Regions from separate parts of the Sus scrofa genome. Here all the other regions are linked to region 3. Evidence: chromatin contacts called from public Hi-C, HiChIP or PLAC-seq and promoter capture Hi-C data. All regions are on one chromosome and are shown on one strand. Each heading gives the region's core, a stretch centred on a gene start, on an enhancer-like site or on the middle of the called end of the contact. The rest is flanking DNA. Distances are from core to core; before and after follow the strand shown.

The links. Promoter capture Hi-C pulls out the DNA fragments that hold promoters and counts their contacts. Hi-C and Micro-C count contacts between places; a contact is called where the count stands out from the background. HiChIP or PLAC-seq counts read pairs in DNA pulled down with a chosen protein or histone mark.
Region 1: a promoter capture Hi-C map of fetal skeletal muscle shows a contact between it and region 3, with 5 times the contacts expected there. The contact joins the promoter of SELENOM here to the promoter of C14H5orf52 in region 3. A contact is called at or near these places in 2 of 5 promoter capture datasets (fetal skeletal muscle and liver) and 1 of 2 datasets of contacts at active chromatin or transcription factors (skeletal muscle).
Region 2: a contact with region 3 is called in a Hi-C map of liver, with 4 times the contacts expected there. The contact joins the promoter of RNF185 here to the promoter of C14H5orf52 in region 3. A contact is called at or near these places in 1 of 5 promoter capture datasets (fetal skeletal muscle), 5 of 47 Hi-C or Micro-C datasets (embryonic fibroblasts, epiblast stem cells, heart right ventricle and 2 more) and 1 of 2 datasets of contacts at active chromatin or transcription factors (alveolar macrophages).
Region 4: a Hi-C map of skeletal muscle shows a contact between it and region 3, with 5 times the contacts expected there. The contact joins the promoter of MORC2 here to the promoter of C14H5orf52 in region 3. A contact is called at or near these places in 1 of 5 promoter capture datasets (liver), 3 of 47 Hi-C or Micro-C datasets (embryonic fibroblasts, heart right ventricle and skeletal muscle) and 1 of 2 datasets of contacts at active chromatin or transcription factors (alveolar macrophages).
Region 5: a contact with region 3 is called in an H3K27ac HiChIP or PLAC-seq map of alveolar macrophages. The contact joins the promoter of SMTN here to the promoter of C14H5orf52 in region 3. A contact is called at or near these places in 5 of 47 Hi-C or Micro-C datasets (embryonic fibroblasts, epiblast stem cells, fetal skeletal muscle and 2 more) and 2 of 2 datasets of contacts at active chromatin or transcription factors (alveolar macrophages and skeletal muscle).

The regions. Positions count from the first base shown.
Region 1 is chr14:47,904,032-47,906,785 of Sscrofa11.1, forward strand. It overlaps SELENOM (selenoprotein M), which reads right to left and starts at 1,319. Exons shown (of 5, transcript NM_001161648.1): 1 at 1,200-1,319. The coding sequence starts at 1,319.
Region 2 is chr14:47,944,997-47,947,696 of Sscrofa11.1, forward strand. RNF185 (E3 ubiquitin-protein ligase RNF185) reads left to right here and starts at 1,374. Exons shown (of 7, transcript XM_005670859.3): 1 at 1,374-1,547.
Region 3 is chr14:47,543,023-47,545,818 of Sscrofa11.1, forward strand. C14H5orf52 reads left to right here and starts at 1,362. Exons shown (of 3, transcript XM_021073685.1): 1 at 1,362-1,672. The coding sequence starts at 1,395. The region is part of intron 3 of SLC35E4 (solute carrier family 35 member E4); the gene reads left to right. All of the region lies in intron 1 of DUSP18 (dual specificity protein phosphatase 18), which reads right to left.
Region 4 is chr14:47,799,062-47,801,761 of Sscrofa11.1, forward strand. It overlaps MORC2 (MORC family CW-type zinc finger protein 2), which reads right to left and starts at 1,371. Exons shown (of 26, transcript XM_005670853.3): 1 at 1-1,371. It also overlaps LOC100525309.
Region 5 is chr14:47,877,770-47,880,597 of Sscrofa11.1, forward strand. It overlaps SMTN (smoothelin), which reads left to right and starts at 1,548. Exons shown (of 23, transcript NM_001244360.1): 1 at 1,548-1,685.

The sequences.
Region 1 (2,754 bases), core at 69-2,568, 360 kb after region 3:
AAATGGGATAGATCAGGAGCCCTCACATCTACACGCAACCCTAATTTTACCCTCATCCCCCAGCTCAGCTTTGGGTTGGGCTATGGATTACTCCCTGAATAGCAGTTCCAAGGTGTGGAGATGAGGCCTCTTGTGGGCAGAAGGGAGAACTCCGTACAGATGGGGAAGCTGAGACGTAATGACACCAGAGGAAAAAGGAGTAAGGCCAGAGACCCGAAGAGCACTTAGCAGCAGACTTAGGGCTCTTGCCTGTACATCTTACTGACTGCTGACCCACTCCTGATGCCCAAGAGAAATGAGCACCCTTTTCCCCTCAGGCAGTAGAGAACTGGGTCTTTAGCCCCTAGAACCTCTGGGTGGAGGCAGACCAGAAGGAAACAGCTCTGTCCTGGGGGCCTCATTAGAGACACCTGCCATCTGCTCCTTACCTCACCCCATGAGGAGCTGGCCCTCCGTCGCCTGCGGCCCAGCCCTACAGACCATCTGGTCTCTTCCCCAATAAGGGGGGAGGGGTGGACCCCTCCCTGTACTCCCTGATGTGGAGCTTCCTTCTAGCAGGAGTCCATACCGCAGGGCTACCTATTCTAGTCCTCCCTCCTCCTCCCCATCTTTTTTCAGAGAGAAAACTAAGGCCTAGAGAGGGTCTGTGATGATCCACGTCACACAACCCAACAGGGACTTTGGCAGGAGAGGGTGGGGGAACACTTCACAGTAAGTGTTTAAAGGAAATTCCCAGCCTCCTTTCCTGGGTTTTGCATGGGGGGCGGAGTGGGAATGGGGGCTTAGGCTCCCATAAGGTCTTCCCTCCCCCAGGCAAAGGGAGAGAGACCAACCGGAACTGGAGTGGGGATGAATTCCAGGAAAAAGAGGAGTGATGGGGGATGGGAAATTGGACTCGTCTGGGAGTCATAGGGCCAGAGAAGTTAGGGGACAGGTCCAATGTGTCTGGGGCCCATGTCAGGCCTGATGGGGAACTAAGGAGGGGTTCAGATTTCCAGGCCACAAGATCAGGGGTGTTCCAGGCTTCCATGAATGGTGCTGGGGGGTTCTAAGGCTGGGAAGCGGGAGCGACAGTCCCGGGCGCCGAGGAAGACGTGGGAGTCGGGAGGGTCCTGGGGCCAGAAGAGTTAGCGATTCCAACGCTGAGGACCCGCAAGGTTGGGGGCGGTGATTTCTGGGCTGGGGGCCGGAGCACTCACCTCTACCCGGGCTCGGGCCAGGCCTTGTAGACGGTTCCAGTCGGGCCGGAAGGTGGTGGTGGCTGCCGCGAGTGCCGCGAGGAGCAGCAGCAGGGGCAGCGAAAGCGGCGGGAGGTGCATTGAAAGCCGGCCGGAGGTGATCCGAAAACTAGAGGTGAACCGCCCGGCCACAGCGCCACGTCTGGGCCCTCGGGCTGGCCGGGTCCCCGCTGGAGGTCCCGCCCCGCTAGGGACCACGCCCCCAGCTCTCGGTCTCCGCCCCAGGGCCTGCACAGCGGCCGCCTGGGCGCTGCCGGCAGGGTTTGAGCTCCTCGGCCCTTTGCTTTCCCAGTCCCAAGAGTGTCCACCCTCCCTCTGCTGACCGAGAGCGTGGACTCTCCAACAGGATGGGGCCAGGCAATGCCCCCTCACGCCGGCAGGGGGCGCGGGCGAGATGCGGATAGAGACCGAGTTTCTGGGCCAGACACTCGACTTGAAGATGGGGAAACTGAGGCCTGGGGAATCCTCATCTTTGTCTTTTATTTCTCTGGATGAAATTCCGATCTACGTTTCCATTCCCTGGAGCACACGTTGCGGCAATGGAATATTACGCCGTACACTAGGGACTGGGAGAATAAAAGGGTTAATACACATTAGAAAACTCTTTAGAATAATGCCTGTCACAGTGCCTCAAAGAGGCCCTAGGAACTCTGTTTTACAAGTGAGGAAACAAACTTAGAAAGGTAAAACGACTAAGTAGTGGTTCTAGGATTTGAACCTCAAACATTCCTGTGTTCACCAAGCCCAAGATGACTAGGTCAGGGTGCTGCTTCCCTCTTCAAGCCTAAGACAGACACAGAACACTGATTGCAATGCTCTTTCTTTCTTTCTTTCTTTCTCAATGAATTTATCACACCTGCAGTTTTTTTTTTGTTTGTTTGTTTGTTTGTTTGTTTGCCATTTTTGGGGCCTCTCCCACAGTATATGGAGGTTCCCAGGCTAGGGGTCCAATCGGAGCTGTAGCCACCAGCCTACGCCAGAGCCACAGCAACTCGGGATCCGAGCCACGTCTGCAACCTACACCACAGCTCACAGCAACGCCAGATCCTTAACCCACTGAGCAAGGCCAGGGATCAAATCCGCAACCCCATGGTTCCTAGTCGGATTCGTTAACCACTGAGCAACAATGGGAACTCCTATCACACCTGTAGTTGTACAATGATCATCACAATTGCAATGCTCTTTCCCACTGAAACTAGCACTCATAATCCTTCTTAAGATCAGACCAAGGCTGCATCATGACGTTCATGGACCCTAGGCAGTTTTACCTTCCTGAGCCCCGTCCTCTACTTAAAAACAACACATGCACACAAAACTACTACAACCAACAAAAGACCACATATTAAAAATCTGCAGTTTATAGCCTCTTTAATAAAAAGATGAATCAGGAGTTCCCTGGTGGCTCAGGGGGTTAAGGATCCGGCATTGACTATGGTTCAGGTCACTGCCATGGTGCAGTTTCTATCCCTGGCCCAGAAACTTTTTGCATGGCATGGGCAAGCCCCCCCCCCAAAGA
Region 2 (2,700 bases), core at 124-2,623, 400 kb after region 3:
TTTGAAATTAAAAAAGAAATTAAGTTAGAGATATTGTGTCTGTTTTTTTGGTAATTTTTATTTAAAAAGTTTATGGCCAGGGATTGAACCTGAGCCACAGCTGTGACTTACGCTGCAGCCGTAGCAACACCAGATCCTTAACCCACTGTACTGGGCCGGGAATTGAACCTGCGTCTCAGGGCTCCCAAGATGCTGCCGATCCCATTGTGCCACAGCAGGAACTCCCTAGAGACATTGTGTTACCCCTAAATACTTCAGTGAATATTTCCTAAGAACAAGGAAGTACTCTTACCATAACCACAATACAATGATCAAATGTAGAAATTTTAACATTGATACAATATGTAGTCACAGCTAAACCATGATCCAAATTCCAATTTTGTCTTTTGTCCCAATATTGTCCATTAAACCTATTCTGCCTCTCCTTATGCTAGTCCAGGATCCAATTTACAATCATATATCTCATTTTGTTGTCATGCCTCTTTAATCTCCTTTAAACCAGAACAGTTCCTCAGTCTTTCTCTGTTTTTTTCATGATGCTGACAATTATTTTGTATACTGTTCTCCATCTGGACTATGTCATGCTTCCTCATGAAACAAAACATGGGTTACTCATTTTTTTTGGCTGCACCCTACAACTTGTGGAAGTTCCTGGACCAAGATGGAACCTGAGTCAGAGAATCGACCCAAGCTGCTGCAGTGACAATACTGGATCCTTAACCTGCTGTACCACAAGGGAATTCTGAGTTATGCATTTTTGTCTAAAATACCACAGGAGAGATGCTGTCTCTTTCTCAGTGCATCTTACTAAGAGGCACATGCTCTTTACTTGATCTACAACTGGTGATATTAACTTACTGTTCTGTGAGATTATATGTAAAACTACTATTTTCCCTTTGTAATCAAAAAGGAATTTATAGGAGACATTTTGCTGTGTAAATATTCTCTTCCTCTAGTTTTACCATCCATTATTGATTTTCTAACTCCATCATATTTGTTATTTTGCTTCTACTAAAAGGCATAATTTCCCCTTCTCCCCCATTTATTCAATCACTTTTATACCAGTAAAGACTCATGGGTTACCATTTTATTCAATTAGTTAAATCTGTTACTATCAAGTATTTTGATTCTCAAATTGCGACGATTTGGCCATGGGATCTCTTTCAAGTTAGCTCCTGTATCCTCTGACGTATTCTCATCATCCTTACATTCTGGTGCAACAAAACTGTTTGAAACTTGTCTGTACTTTCCCTACACAGACCTAGGCTTTCTGAAAAGCTGGCAAGTGACCCCTACGCTTTTCTGCTTCCTGCCGGCAGGCGGAACCTTAGAGTCCAGGATCTGGGCGGGAGAACAGCGCAGCGGACCAACCTTTTCCGGTTGTGGACGGAAGTCCCTTGGAAAGCTGCGGCTCTGCGTCAGCTGACCAGAGTCCGCGTAGGAGGGACCCGAGGTCCGGCGGGACGGACTATCCCAGCGGAGAGACTGGCTGGGCGGCCGACGGAAGGACAAACTGGAGTGGCCTCGGCGGTGTTAGCTGAGCAGAGGCAGGTACTTGAGAGGCTGGGTTGGCAGCTAGGGGCCGTCCAGGTTGAGGGACGCGGGCGAGGGACCGGGTTCCGCCTTCACCAGGCCCATGGGCGGCAACACCTGAGCCCAGGAACGCAGAGGCAACAAGCTGGCTCTGTTCCGGGCCCTCCGCCCCAGGGGAAGGTCAGGCTTGTGTTGTGGTCTTTCGTCCAGTGATTACAATTTGGGGAATCTAAGGCTCCAAGAAGAGGAAAGGCTGCCAGAAGCTCTCCTAACTTCGAGAACTCAGGGACTCTCTCTAACTCTCTGACTCCCATTCGAGGCCGCCTCTTTCTTGTAAAGGTGCTTTTAATGAGTTTGTCCCCAGTGGAGAGGCCGAGGCCGGTAAGCGGGATGAATAGAGTTGGGCTTGGGAGAAAGAGACCCAGGTTTGAGGCTTCACCACTGACATACATTTGTGTGACTGGGTCTTTACCTGTGCCAGGTCTCAGTTTCTTTTCTAAAACAGGGCCCTGTTTCTCTAAATATGGTTCCCACAGCCTCTGGAGTGCATACTCTACAATGCAGGACTCTTGAGACCTCTTATTTAGAATTTGGGTCCGAACTGGGGAAACTATAGTTTGAATGTTTGCTTTGGGGGACCTGTGCATACTGATGTTTGAAGCCCACTGATTTTTTTTTCTTTTTTAACTAGGATATAGTTGACTTACACAGTTGTGCTAATTTCAGGCATACAGCACAGTAAATCGTTATACATATACCCATTCCTTTTCAGATTCTTTTCCCATATAGGTCATTACACAATATTGAGTAAATTTTCCTGTGCTGTGCAGTAGGTCGTGTTACCCATCTATTTTATATATAGGAGTGTGTATGTATCAATCCCAGCCCCCTAATTCATCCCTCCTCTCCCCATGTTTCCCCTTTGTTAACATAAATTTGGTTTCAAAATCTTTGTGAAGCCCACTGATCTTAAGTGCTTTCCTTCTGTGAGTACTAGATATCTAGTCTTTGCTCTGAGGCAGCTGGAACTTGTTCAGGATCTTGGGGGGGGGGGGAAGGAGGAGGGAAACAGACCAGAAAAGACAGCAGTGGAATGGACCAGACATTATAATGGTGAAGAGAGCTTCTACCTCATCTTTGATGTTAAAAGAGGCAGAAACGAGGACA
Region 3 (2,796 bases), core at 112-2,611:
TTTACCAGGCACATAACAGATGTTGGGGATACTGATATGTACAAGGCAGCCAGGGCCCCCTCTCTCACACAGATCAAAGACTAGTGGGAGATGGGAGTTCTGGCTTTATTGCAGTGGGTTAAAGATCTGGCTTGTTTCTGCGGTAGCGGTTCAATCCCCTGCCCAGGTGCAGTGGGTTAAGGATCCAGCACTGCTGCAGCTCTATTCAATCCCTGACCTGAAGACTTCTACATGCCGTGGGTGTGGCAAAACAACAACAACAAACAAACAAAACTACTGGGAGAGATAGACATTAAAAAGGCAAGGACAGGCACAACAGAGTTAGAAAACAGATAACAGTGCCTACCTTATAAAGACCTTCTGAGGCTTAAGTGAGGTAACCGAGATAAAGTGTTTTAACACAGGGCGTGGAACACAGTGAGCACTCCATAAATAACTATTGTTGCCGCTGTTAGGGAAGTTAAAATGCAGGGCATTCTGGGAAGGAAGAGTAAAGGGATTATTTCAGGCTGGGGCTACAGAGTCACAAAGATCGCCTGAAGAAAACAACATAAAGATCCGAAGAACCTTTAGCGTGAGGGGGGAGGGGCGGGGAGAGGGGAGAAACCGCGACCTAGCAGCAGCTGTTCCATCGTTTTACAGCCTACGAAGCCTTTGGGTCCATCTCCAAACAAACAAACAAACGGACAAACAAGCAAAAAAACAATGGACCGGTGCCTGGAGTTAATATCTCCATTTTACGCATTGGGTTTAAAACCGTGGAACAAAGTCCACCGGTTGAAGGGAGAAAGGCGCCACTTCCAGGGGTGAGTCAGGTAGGTTTCCTGGGGAGTTGGCTTTGGAATGAGCTTCTTCGCCCGCTCGGTGTCAAGATATCGATGTATTACCTCTCTCTCGCGAGCGGAGGTCAGGTCCCTTCAGAAAGCAACCTTGGGCGAGAGCCTCTGGGTGAGAGAAGACTGATCACGAATCAGGAGCCACAATTCCCGCCCGGCTGCGCCCCGGTTTCCATAGCAACGATCCTTGTCAAGGGGAGGAATGGGCCGTACTGGGTCTTCGGAAAAATCCCGGCCTCGTCTCCCCTCCCGCACTCACGCGGTTACCCACCCAGCGATCACGCGACGACCATAGCAGTCCCAGCCGAGAACTAGGGTCTGCTCAGCTCGCTGTAGCCTACTCTAGCGCTCCCAGCCCGTCTCCAAGGCAACGCGCCGGGCCGCATCACGGCAGCCGCCGAGGGACAATCGTGCAGCGTCCGCAGTCTTCCGAGTTCCGCGCGCATAGCCCACCCATTGCCCTCCCCTCGGTCCCGCCCGTCTCCCGAGCAACATGCTTTGCTCAGCGCACTGCGTCTGCGCGGGAGTTCACTCCGCGTCTGCGCTTGCTCACACAGCATGGATTCTGACCGGCCTGCTCTTCCCGGCTCGCCCTATAAGGTGGAAGACGAGAATCTAGCAGTTAGTCAGCAGCCCAGGCCCTCGGTCACATGGAACCTAGGCTCTCCCAGTGCCTATACGGCCGCTGCCCAGGTGACCACCAGTTCTGGCACCAGCCCGGCCTCGGCCTTCTTCTGGCGCAGTAGGCTGGGCAGCCACCCGGAGATTCACCTGGGGTCCCAGCCAAAGATCTGCTTCCTGCGGCCGCGGACTGCGCGGCCGCCTGTGCTCTTCAGGTGCGGCTCGGGTGCCCAGAGCATTCGTCAGAGCCCGGGGCCCCCGCTCCCTCAGCCTGCCGCTGGGACCTTAGCGCCGGTTCTCTAGAGCCTCAGAGAGTTCTTCAGAGCTCAGCCCTTTCTTAGACCCCAGGAGAGGCTGAATTTCCCAGCCGAGGTCTTCGCCCGCCTGGGAGCCCGAACACCCTCAGCCCAGGAGAGGGTGGAATTCCCACCTCCAACCCAGAGAACTGCGAATCGCCCCGGGCCGGCACTTTTGTCTTCCAGGCTTGACGTGTAACCTGAGGGTCCTTAGCCCTCTCTGTCCAAGTTTGACCTTCCTTAGAGCCCGGCAAAGCCCAGGTCCCCTCAGACCTGAAAATTCCCTCCTCAGCCCCTACTTTCCCCAGAGGCCCTGGGAAGGCCCCATTCTCTCAGCCCCAATCCCCACAGACCCCAATTTCCCCTCCCCCTTCCACTTCACAGCCTCCTTATAGCATCCTCCAGGCTCTCAGAGGCCTTACTTTGGAAAACAATTCGGTAAATTCGGTGCACCACTATGTGGTTGAAGTGTTTTGTGTATCTTTAAGTATTTTAGGTCTTTTTTTTTTCTAACAATTTGGGGGACTTTTGTATGTGAGCATCTTTATCTCTAAACTTTTCCATCACCTTTGTCTGTCTTTGCTGTCAGCAGACTACATCTCTGTCCTTGCTATCAGAAGAAAATGTAAATGGGAGATGAGGGGTGGTTGTTCCAGTTTGTAAATGTAAAAACATTCATAAAGCCACGGTTCCAAACTGGCTGAAAATGAATTAAGAAGGTAGTTTCTGTTGTGGCCAGTGGGTTAAGAACCGACTAGTATCCATGAGGATTCGGGATTGATCCCTGGCTTCACTCAGTGGGTTAAGGATCCCAAGTTACCAAAAGCTGTGACATAGGTTACAGATGGACTCTGATCTTGTCTGTGGCTGTGGCGTAGGCTGGCAGCTATGGCTCCAATTTGACCCCCAGCCTGAGAACTTCTGTATGTCATAGGTGCAGTCCTAAAAAGACCCCCCCCTCCAAAAAAAAAGAATTAAGAAAAAAATGTTTAATCCTTCAAAATGCTTGATCCTTTAAAATTGTCCTTTTTTCTATCCTATCA
Region 4 (2,700 bases), core at 121-2,620, 260 kb after region 3:
CTGGACCAAACCTAGCCTGAGGTCCGTCCCACTTTCCTCAGGGTAGTGGGTCAAATTACCTCACACAGACCCATTAAGTCGCCTCAGACCTGACCCGCCCAAATCAACTCAGGCGAGTTGCGCCCCTCCCCCACTTCCCTCAGACAGCGGCCTCAGCCTCTCAGGCGCTCGGTCCCGTGTTCTCCTCCTCACATAGAGAAGATAGTCCCAGCTTTCAAGGCCCGGATTGAGGGCAGTGACGAGTACACTACCCGAGCGGGCGTTGCCCTGCGCTCACAGCTGCAGCTGCCTTTGTCCCTCCCCACGGAATTGGAACCCAACAACCGCAGCGCGCTCTTGGAACCATGTGCTGCCTCCGCCTCCGCCGCTGCCGCCACCGCCGCCGCGAGACCACAGCCCGCACTGCGCTGGATGATATGGTGACCGGACTCAACACCACAAAATTCGGCGTCTAGGTCTCCTCCGCCGCTGCTATCGCTGGCGTCTCTGCCACCTCAGCCAGCGCTTTGTCTCCGCTAGTGCACACAGCCCGGGCCGCCTCGCGCACTCCCCGACGCCCCAAGCCCCCGAGGCCTCCGCGGCGTATTCGGCCAATCACAGAGCCGCAGATCCTCCCGCCCCCGCTCTGATGCGACGCCTTCTGATTGGTAGGTAGCGTGTCTCCACGTGACCGGATCTTGTTAGCTGGGCCCTCCCCTGTCACGTGAGTGAGCGCGCCTCTCTTCCTGCTTTCTTGACCCTCTCCGCCATTTAAAGAAACAGTACCGGGGGCGGGCCGAGCGACGCAGCCGGGACGGCAGCTGCGGCGCGGACCGGAGGAGCCATCTTGTCTCGTCGCCGGGGAGTCAGGCCCCTAACTCGAAGAAGCCCTGGCGCGCCCTCCCCCCCTCCCCGGTCTGGTAGGGCGAAGGAGCGGGCGCGCGGTCGATCGAGCGATCGGTTGGCGGCTCTTTCTCCTGCTCTGGCATCCAGCTCTTGGGGCGCAGGCCCGGCCGCCACGGCGCGCGCCCGGTGGCCGTTGGCGTTCGCGCCGCGTCTTTCTTCTCGTACGCAGAACTCGGGCGGCGGCCTATGCGTTTGCTATCCGACGAGGAGTCGTCCGGGTGGTCGGCGGCGGCGGGCAGTTGCTCCGCCCCGCTCCTGGGGAGGCGGCGGCGGCGGCGGCGGCGGCGGCGGGATTTGGCACGGCCGGGGAAGCTGGGGTGGCCGGGGCCGGCCTGGAGGCCTGGCACCACCCTTCGGGGCCTGCAAGGACCCAATTGGGGGGACAGGAGGGAGCCGGGGGATGGTTGGTGGTGGGCTTTCTACTTTGTCTTTTCCTCCTTATGCCGCCTTAGTGAGGGGCGGGAGCGCTGGAGGCCGCTCCGGGGTGGAGAGACAAGCTCCGGAGTCGGAAGAGCTGGGTTTGCTTCCGGGCCTAACCACCAGCTGGCCGAGTGACCTTAGGCAAGTCACTCTGTAATTTATCTGCGCCTCAGTTTCCTCCTTCTCCATCAATGTTTGTGGGATTGAAAGCGCTTTGTAAACTGTAAAGCGTCGCTGTATGTAAGGGATGATTATTGTTCGTAATGGCTTGGTTTTTTGTTTTTTGGTTTTTTTTTTTTGGAGTTGTAAGAAAACTTAGAAATTGCCCAATCCTTGGATTTTGAACCTGGAAACCTTGGATTGGAGGTGGAGATCCCCAAACTCCTTGAAATTGTATGCAGAAATTAGGGGGAATGTGCATTTTAGAGAATGAGAAGCCATCGCCAGCAAGTTTTCATTGGGGGCTGTGACCCAGAAGAATTAAGAACCACATTTCCTTTGTCACAAGGAGGAAACTGAGGCCAGATGTCATTTGGGACCCTTCACAACCAATTCGAAGCCCCTGTTTGAATCCCTGAGATATGTGAGCTGTTCTGTGCATAGTGGATATTCGTGGTAACAACACTCCACTTCTTGGCTTCTATTTTGAGTTCTTTCACCATGGGTTGCCTAAAGGGTGACTGATGCTTAAAGGTACAGTGGCACCCAGCATAAAGCAGCTAAAACTGGGCATGGATATGTTCTCTAGTATCAAGAAGCTTATTTAATCTTTGGCCCAACAACTTTTTTTTTTCTGGTGCCTGACTACCTTTCTGACTCTTCATTGACCATTTTCTATGACCATGGTTGCCATCCGTTACTTTCCCCTATTTTATATTCCTAGTCTGTGTGGTTGGTAGTGAGCAGGCTTATTTTTAAATGGTGCTGCCAAGTCCAACTAATTAATGGTGCAGGTGGATTTTTAGCAAGCTGGCTCACTAGAACAGACTGAACCAGGCATGGAATTCTTGAAAATGTTTGGGGGGTTGAGTCTTTATTAATTGAAGGTTAACGTTTTCTGAGAAGTTTTGTTAGAATTTTCTGCTGAACCTCAAAATCAGATTGAAAGTGTTTCAACCTTAAATTTTTTCTGGTCTGCTTTGTATTCTATTTGCTTGCAAGTGTGTTACTAAGATGGCCAAAATGCCAGTTTTTGCTTCTTTGTTAATTGTCAGCTGCTTTTATCAAATATCAGGCAGTTATCCAGCAAACACTATAGAAATGTTTGAACAGTTGGCTTTCAAACATTTTCATTTTGTGGAGTGGTGCTTACCATTGGTACAGCTCTAAGCAAGCAAACGCAAACACTTTTAAGTGTATTTTGTCTGTTAGGTGTTAGCCGGTTCTGCTATTTCA
Region 5 (2,828 bases), core at 298-2,797, 330 kb after region 3:
GGGTGGGAGGGAGTGCAGAGCTAGCCAAAGCAGGCCATTCATTGGAGCCATCAGCTGCCACTCAGGTGGCCTAAGTGTGCCCAGCCCCAAGGGGCCATTCAGATGGCCCGCTAGGTTTGAACAGGACCAAGCTGGCTTTGGAAGGCACTGACTCTCCTTCTGGAGAATAGGATGGTATCTAGGTCAAGTAGAGAGGGCCCAGATGGGGTCTGCCCAGAGGAAGGGGACCTTGAACTACAGCTCCTAAATTGGGCTCTGTTTGCTCTTCCTCCTGTGTGACCTTAAGAAGTCTCTTCCCTTGCTTCACCATGGTTTTCTCATGTGTAAAACAGGACTACCTCCAGGACGCAGGGATGAAATAAGATATCACCCTTAAAAGAGTCTCAGGGTGGATACTGGCCCTCCCCCTGGATGGTGGTGAGGTGAGGTGGTGAGTGATCACAGAGAATCTGGACACAGGGTTGAGGGGCTCTGCTGGGGCAACATCCTGAAACGACTTCCTCCACAATCCCACATCATAAAGGTTAAAAGCACAGATTCTAAAATGAAAGGTGCTGGTATAAGTCACAGTTCCACAACCTATTAGTTGTTGTCCTTAACTGTTAAACGGGACAGTTGATAATCCATATATGTGTGTGTACACACCTGGAACATGGCAAGTATGAAATAAATTAGTTGATACTATTACTGTTATTATTTGATAGACAGGACTCCCAGGTTCCAACTCCCTTTGGTTTCCATGGACACCTGTGGGACGTGCCCTGACCTCTAGCACGGAGAATGAAGTGGTTTCCCCAGTGGATCTGAGCTCTTGGGTCCCCTGGCTGACTGCTTGTGCTGTCTTTGGCATGCTGCTCTCTCGGCCTCAATTTCCTCCATTTGTTGAATGAGATTCTGGACTCAATATTACCTATGTAAAACTCCAGCGAGGCAAGGGGCCAACCCCAAGGGTCTTGGAGGGGAGAAGCAGCAATGTAGTTGAGGTCAATGTCTGCTCATATTGTATGGTCTGGGGAAGGGGTGTTGTGTGGTTGATCCTGCTCCACTTGAGGTGGTCCCTGAGGTGCTCCAAAGAAGGGTCAAGTCCCTGATCTGAGAGGGTCCCGACCAGGTGTTCCAAAAGAAAACAGTCTAGGGACTGCGGCCAAGCCCTGCACTGACGCGAGGAGGAGGCGGAGTCAAGGGAGTGGACGGGGTCTCACGAACAAAGAGGAGGGCGGAGAGAGGCTGTCCTGAAGGCTCCGCAAATAGTACGATCCCAGACCACTTAACCCGGCTTTGGGTGCCCTCCCCGACTTTGGTTCAAAGCTGCGTCCTCCTGCCGACGCCCACCGGACCCGCCAAAACCGCGCTAGCAGTGTCCCCAAGACAGCAATCCTCTATAACTCAGGCCCTCGAGGGGCGGGCCCTCACTAGGGGCGTGACCGTCAAAATTGAATCTTTCCAATGGGGCAAGAGGGTGGGCGGGACCCTCCCGATGATTGGCTAGCGCTGCGGCGCGGGGCGGGGCCGGCAGGGCTGCTGGCGCGGCTGGACGGGCGGCGCTTGCAGAATCCCAGGGACGGTTGCTGAGCGGGTCTGGGATCCCGGTCGCGGCGCCTTCCGCCTGACCGCTCCTAGTCCATCTGTTGGATACCAAAAGACCTAACCTGAGCCCGCGCCGGACGGGCGGGCCGGGCTGAGAGGTGAGTGTACGGACCTTCGGGCAGGACCAAGACCCCCGCCAGGTCCGGGGGTGGAACCTGGATATGTGGATTCCCGGGGTTCTGGGACTCCCAGACCTGGGAGACCCCGCTTACACACGGGGTCTCTAAGCCATGGAATAAGGTTCTGAGACCGCGGGGAAGGACGTCCATGGGCCACCAGAAGGCTCCACGACCCCGAGGGGTGCAAGTCTTGGGGCCAGAAACCCTGGGGAAGCGCCCACATTCCCCCAAGTCTCCTCACAATCTTCGGGAACCCCATACTGGGACAGGGAGCCCTGGAACTGGAAAGGAACAGCGACAGGAATCCCTGGCGAGGAAGGGACTTCCTTGGGAGTCCTAGATTATGCATTAGGGACCCCTGCCCCTCAGAAGACTTAAGGGAACTCAAAGTGTCCACAGAACCTAAGCCAGGTGATTGCAGAGTGACGCTCTTGGGAGTTTACACCAGAGTAGGTAGAGAAGAGTTAAGGACCCCAGCAGAGGGAGGCTGCCACCTGTCCTAGCCCACAGGGATGGGAAAAGCAAGCAGTGACTTGAACAGGTAGGGTCTGATGAACCCCAACTGTGTGTACCAGGACCCCCCAAACCCGTTCACCGGATGAAGTGACTCGACCAGTGACTGTGACTGTTCTGGGGAGGGGGAAGAGATGACTGAGGGATGAATCAACAGGAACAGGGGCAATCCTGGGGCCATTTCAGTCACCATACATTAACTGAGCACCTACCATGTGTGTCAGGCTATGAGCTCTCAAATTCCAGAAAGACATTAGCGCTGCGGGAGGAAGGAAAGTGCTGCAGTGGGAGGGTGGGCCAGGATTTAGGGGGCCGTTTTGATAGGCAGTGGTAGGGCAAAAGGGAGTGTCCGGAGCCCCTGAAGGTACTTTGGAAGAGGACTTCAGAAGCTAGAGGTGACCAAGATTAAATCCATTCCCTCTCCTCTGGGTTTTTGGGATCCTCCTTCCCCCATGACAATTCTCTGGCCCTCTCCAGTCCTGTTTGCCTCATCCAGGAGCTGGACGGATCAGTTTCTGAAGGCTCTTCCAGCCGGGGAACTGAATCCTAAGTGTGTGAACTGGCAGGAGCTAGGTTCCTGGACACCTGGCTTCATGAGGTCAGGGCAGT